Linked DNA regions of Mus musculus: region 2 is linked to region 1. Evidence: chromatin contacts called from public HiChIP or PLAC-seq data. All regions are on one chromosome and are shown on one strand. The core of a region is the stretch at or near the end of the contact, and the rest is flanking DNA. Distances in the headings are between cores, read along the strand shown.

Region 1 (2,811 bases), core at 158-2,657:
AAAACAAAACAAAACAAAAAACAAAAACAAAATAAATAAATAAATAAATAGAAGCTGCCCAGCCATCAGGAGCTGCCTAGCCACCTGGCCAGAGGCCAGGACAATGGATCAGCAACAGTTTCCAGATTTCCTCAGCTACTTCCTCAGCCACAGTTTCTAGACCTCACTTTCCAGCCCCATTCCCTGGTAATGGAATGACCGTGGAGATGGACCAAGATATAGGTTACCTACCTATATCTTGTGCTTTAAATCTCAGGCCTTCAAACTTACTTGGTTGTCTCTCTATTCTGGTAATGGGAGACCCCAGCATGCTAGACTTCTGCAGAATAAAACACTCTGTGTTTACATACTATTGAATCCCGGGTACCATTCTTCAGTGAATCCCGGACTCATACATTTGTACCTTTCAGGCCCCTAATCCTGGTACTTGCGGGAGGGGAGGAGTCCCAAGACCAAGGGAGAAAGAGATCACAGCCTTGGGAATAGACATGTGGGGAAACAGGCTGTACTTATCTGAACAACCAACCATTAAGAGTACTGGCTGCTCTTGGACCCAGGTTGGATTCAGAGTATCCACATGGCAGCTCACAACAGTCTGTAACTTGTTTCAAGGTTAACTGACAACCTCTTGGGGGGAGGGGGGGGGGCATTGTGCACATGGTGCACATGCAGGCAAGAACACCCGTACCCATAAAAGAAAAAAATTTTAAATTAAATTGAAAATCTTTTTTTTTAAATGCAATAAATCTTTTTGTAGAACGAAGATAGTAGAGGCTGACTGGAGAGATGGCTCAGCAATTAACATGGCACCTGAATTTGCTTCCAATGGGAACCAAATACCCATCATGTCAAGTGGTTCAGAACTGCCTCTAAATGCAGTTCCAGAGACTCTGACTCCCTCTTCTGAATTCTACAGCCGCCTCCACTCACATGAGTCCGCGTGCGCGCACACACACACATTTGCACGTAATTAAAAATAAATCTTGGGGGGCTGGCGAGATGGCGCAGAGGTTAAGAGCATTGACTGCTCTTCTGAAGGTCCTGAGTTCAAATCCCAGCAACCACATGGTGGCTCACAACCATCCGTAATGAGATCTGATACCCACTTCTGGTGTGTCTGAAGACAGCTACAGTGTACTTATATGTAATAAATAAATCTTTAAAAAAATAAATCTTGGGAGTGGGGAGTAGGGGCAGAGACAGAACAGGCTCTTTTAAGAGTGGCGGTTCCTGCCAGGCGTGGTGGCGCACGCCTTTAATCCCAGCAGGACAGCCAGAGCTATACAGAGAAATCATGTCTCGAAGGAAAAACAAACAAACAAACAAACAAAAAAGAGTGGCGGTTGCTTTTAAAAGTGGCGGCTCAGAAAGCCCCGCCCGGACATGCGTACCGCGCCCCGCCCACTAGAGAGGCGGGCCTTGCGACGGTTTGAAAGCGCCATGCGCTGAGCCGAGTGGCGCTGCTGCCGCTGAGATGTCGGTGCTGAGGTCGATGGACAAGCTGCCCGACCTGAACAGGGCTACCGTCTTGGTAGGTGCGGGCAGCGCCCCTGGACCGGCTTCCCCGCAGCCAAAGCCGGTGCCCTTCCTCAGCCTCAGCGCGCTCCGACAGCGGGGGGCGGGCGGACGGGCGCGTTACTCTGGACCAATCGGAGCGGCGGCTCGCGAGGCTGAGGGACGCCTCCACCAATAGGCGCGCGGCTGATTTTACCACCGGCTGAGTGGGCGTTCCAGTTCGAACGTGGCTTTCCCGCGTTTCGAGGAGGAGGCCGGGCGGTCCCCCTCCGTGGATGGCTCCTTAGGGCTCCTCTTCTGAGGAAATGGCTCCCTCCGAGCCGCCTCTAGCTGAGTGTGTACCCCCAGGAGGGATTCGGAGTGCGGGGCCCTCCAAAGGAGCCGCCCTGCTCGGATCTCCATCTGCCTGGTTCTCTCCCTTCGCAGCTGGTGAGCACCGAGGATGCGCTTCTGCAGCAGCTGGCGGAGTCGATGCTCAAAGATGACTGTGCGTCCGAGCTGAGGGTGTAAGTTGCTGAGATTGTAGCCTGAACTCTGGGCTAACATGAGGGACGGGAGCCTGCAGGAGAGAGGGTCCCGCTCCTAGCTGTCATCAGTCCTCCGTGATCCTGCCTATGGTTGCCGAGTTGGCTCCTTTACTGGTCTCTGCAAATGTTCATAGCTCATAACGCACGCCAAAAACACACTCACGGGTTGCGTATTTTCTCATTGACAAGGCTCAGAGTTTAGACGTCAGCATGTAAAAACAACGGGGGAGGTGTGTTTTGGTTTCCTTTCTTTCTCCTCTTGCTGTGATAAAATACCCCGACAAAAGCAGCTTCAGGGAGAAAGGACATGTTTGGCTCGCTCCTTGCTGCAGAAGTCATTGCTGCTGGAATTTGAAGCACTTGGTCACTGTATATCCACAGTCAAGAGGAAGCAACGAACAAGCACATGCTTGCAAGTTTTTATCTGGCTTTCTCCACACTGAAGACAACTCAGAATCCTTCCCTAGGGGATTGTGCCACTTGTAGTGGGCCTTCCTACCTCAGTCCAATTAAGAAATTACAAACGAAGGCTGGAGAGATGGTCAGCGGTTAAGAGCACTGTCTACTCTCACAGAAGTCCTGAGTTCAATTCCAGCAACTACATGGTGGCTCACAACCATCTGTAATGGGGTCCGTTGCCCTCTACAGGTGCATGCAGATAGAGTACTCACACATAAAATAAATATTTAAAAACATTACAAGGCATCTAGAAAGTTGAGACTCCCCAAGATGACTGACTCTAGGTTGTGTCCAATTGACAATTAAAAGT
Region 2 (3,107 bases), core at 173-2,672, 54 kb before region 1:
CTTCGTTTCATCACATTCAAACTTACCACAATTGTAACTGAACTCCCAAATGTGTCTCATAACTATAAAGAAAACTAAAAATAGAATCAATTTTCCTCCTCTCAAACTCTTTCCTTACTGTCGTTTGTATCTGAGAAAGGTAGAGAACTGATTGTTCCTTGATGAAGAGACAGAGAAACCCTGTCTCAAAAAACCAAAAACCAAAACAAAACAAAACAAAACAAAAAACAGCAAGAGAAGTTGATGCATAGCATATAACTTCAAATCCAAGTCCAGGCGTTCCCATGGGCACTGAAAATGATTTTGAGCAAATTATTTCTCATATGCCTACCTGTGAAATGAGGGAAACGGCTCACTGCAGACAGTGCAGTTATCAAGACAAAGAATCCTTGCTATGCTTAGCTATTCAGTGAAAATGATCGGTACGTATTCAAGAGCACAGATTCTAAAAATTTAAAGGAACAACGACAAGAACAAAAAACCGGGACTTTTCTTCTTTGAGACAGAGTCTTTCTACAATATAGCTCTGGCTGTCCTGGAACTCGCTTTGTAGATCAGGCTGGTCTCGAACTGACCTCAAGAGTTCTATTTAAGCACATCATTGAATGAGTCTCACAGCTAAGTGAGAAATAAAAGGAAATCAGCAGAGCGAGGGCAGAATCCAGAAGAGGCGGAGACAGAGGGTAAGGAAAGTGGGTGAGGGGTAGATTAAAGGACATGTGTCAAAGTCACTAAGTTTGCCTAGAGGTGGGCTTCTCCTGACAGAGAAGCCCCAGCACCATGAGCGACTGGAAATGCCATGTCTTCCTCGGTCCCCCCTAATTTTGTTCCCAGTCTTTTCAGTAAAGGTGACAATATCCTAGGTTGAAGCAACCAAGAAAAGGCACTTCCGGGGGTGGGTGGGTGGAGGAAGGCTTGTGACAATTCTGGATTAGTTACCTACACTCCACATCCTAGCCCTTCTTCCAACTCGCCTACCCCTTTGTTCCTGGTGGCCTGAGGCGCACCCAGGGCCCTCAGGGTGACTGTCACCCTCTTAAAGTCGTAAAGTCGCACACAGCCACTGGAAGCTGTCCAGCAATGCAAGGGCTGGCACACTCTTCACACAATCCTCGCTCAAGCCTTTCCTCTGAGGATGCCCGCGCCCCTCGCACCCGCGCACGCGCCTAGCCACAGGCTCTTGGACTTGGCCGCTGGCGCATGCGTTCAAACGTCAGGGGCGGAGCTCCGAGGAAAGGGCGGGAAAGCCCTCGATTCGCAGAGGGCTTTCTAGCGCACATATCTACCCTGAGCATCTCCTCCCTCCTTGACAGCAGCCTGAAAGTCCCCTCAGGCACCTTTCACCATGAGGGATGGCGGCCCAACGGCGGTCCACTGTATGGTTCTGGTTCACTGCCATCTTGCTCTAGGTCTCCTCCCGCCGCCGCCTCCGCCGCCGCCAGCTCTTCAAATGGAAAGGGGCGGGGCCTGCAAGGCAGTGGGCGGGTCCCTGAGGAGAGGGCGGAGATTATGGCGCAGAAACCCTGGAGTTGAGTGGGCAGCTGTCACAAGAGGAGCTGTCACAAGTCAGAGGAGGAGAGCCTGGGTGAGGAAAAGGGGCGTGTTCGTGGAGCTGGCTTTACCCCTAGAACGGGGAGGGTCTGAAGGATGGGTGACTAGCCTCTGTCATGTTAGGCCTACAACCAGCCTTGGTCCTGCTAGGAGCTAGTGGTTTAAAAAGTAGCCATTAACCCAAAATCTTAGTCCAGATTAACCCCCAAACCAACTCAGGGTGAGGGTCTACATTTTCTCCACTCTTATAAGACCAGAGCTTCCTTCCATCAAAGAGGGCTTAGGACAGAACCAATGGTCTTGGGAGAGAACATCCAAAAAGATGAGCTAGGTCAGGAAGTGGACAGTGAATTTCAACCTTCAGTGGGTCCAATTCTTGGATGCATTTGTAGGTGTCCCACTCAATCTATTACTCAAGATATTCTAGAGTGTTATTGTGTCAGTGAAGAAATGAAAATTGTCAAATAATAGATATATTATCATTGTAAGACATGTGCTGATTTCAGATTTTTGTTTTGTTTTGTTGTTTTTGTTTTTGTAAATAGGGTCTCTCTATGTATCCCTAACTGTTCTGGAACTCACTATGTAGACCAGGCTGGTCTCAAATTCACAGAGATCCTCCTGCCTCTGCCTCCCAAGTGCTGGGTTTAAAGGCATGGGCCACCACACCTAGCACAGATAATTTTTTACATACAAGACTTACTAGAATTAAGACTCAAACTTACGGATGGGAGAGATGGCTCAGTGGCTAAGAGCACTGTCTGCTCTTCCAGAAGTCCTGAGTTCAAATCCCAGTAAGCACATGGTGGTTCACAACCATCTGTAATGAGATCTGATGCCCTCTTCTGGTGTGTCTGAAGACAGACAGCTACAATGTACTTACATATAATAATTTTTTTTTTTTTTTTGGTTTTTTCGAGACAGGGTTTCTCTGTATAGCCCTGGCTGTCCTGGAACTCACTTTGTAGACCAGGCTGGCCTCGAACTCAGAAATCCGCCTGCCTCTGCCTCCCGAGTGCTGGGATTAAAGGTATGCGCCACCACACCCGGCCTATAATAAATAAATCTTTAAAAAAAAGAAAAAAGAAAAAAAGAAAAGAAAAGAAAATTTAATAGAAATAGTATACAGCGGCAAACATCTTGATCTAGCCACTCCTGTCATGGTCAATAAAACCTTGAGCAAGATGATTGTGTTCTTTGGACTTGACCTTCCACACTTGAATGTTAGTGTATAGGCTTATTGTGGCTGTGATGGTTGATGTCCACCAAACAGCTGTGTCTCTCACGTGTCACTTCCCTTCCTCTGTGTGTGTTGTGTTACCATTGGTTGATATCTTCATTTTACCTGCTCGGTTTCAAGAGCCTCTTGATTCATCTTCCATTGTGGCTCCTCCAAGCTATTTCTCTCCATTCATTTATACCTTAGGTTCACCTCACAGAAAGTCAAGTGTTGCAGGGTATTTGATCACACTGTGAACCCCAAGATTTGTGTTATTTACTGGAAAACCTACTTCTAGTTGTGGTGTGGCTCAGCCCTAGCTCACGCCTTTGATCCA

What was found. HiChIP or PLAC-seq counts read pairs in DNA pulled down with a chosen protein or histone mark.
Region 2: an H3K27ac HiChIP or PLAC-seq map of embryonic stem cells shows a contact between it and region 1, with 7 read pairs. The contact joins the promoter of Wbp2nl here to the promoter of Cenpm in region 1. A contact is called at or near these places in 1 of 115 datasets of contacts at active chromatin or transcription factors (embryonic stem cells) and 1 of 9 other capture datasets (adipose tissue).

The regions. Positions count from the first base shown.
Region 1 is chr15:82,243,343-82,246,153 of GRCm38.p6, reverse strand. Cenpm (centromere protein M) reads left to right here and starts at 1,407. Exons shown (of 6, transcript NM_025639.4): 1 at 1,407-1,531; 2 at 1,942-2,021. The coding sequence starts at 1,475.
Region 2 is chr15:82,297,299-82,300,405 of GRCm38.p6, reverse strand. It overlaps Wbp2nl (WBP2 N-terminal like), which reads right to left and starts at 1,422. Exons shown (of 6, transcript NM_029066.1): 1 at 1,338-1,422. The coding sequence starts at 1,399.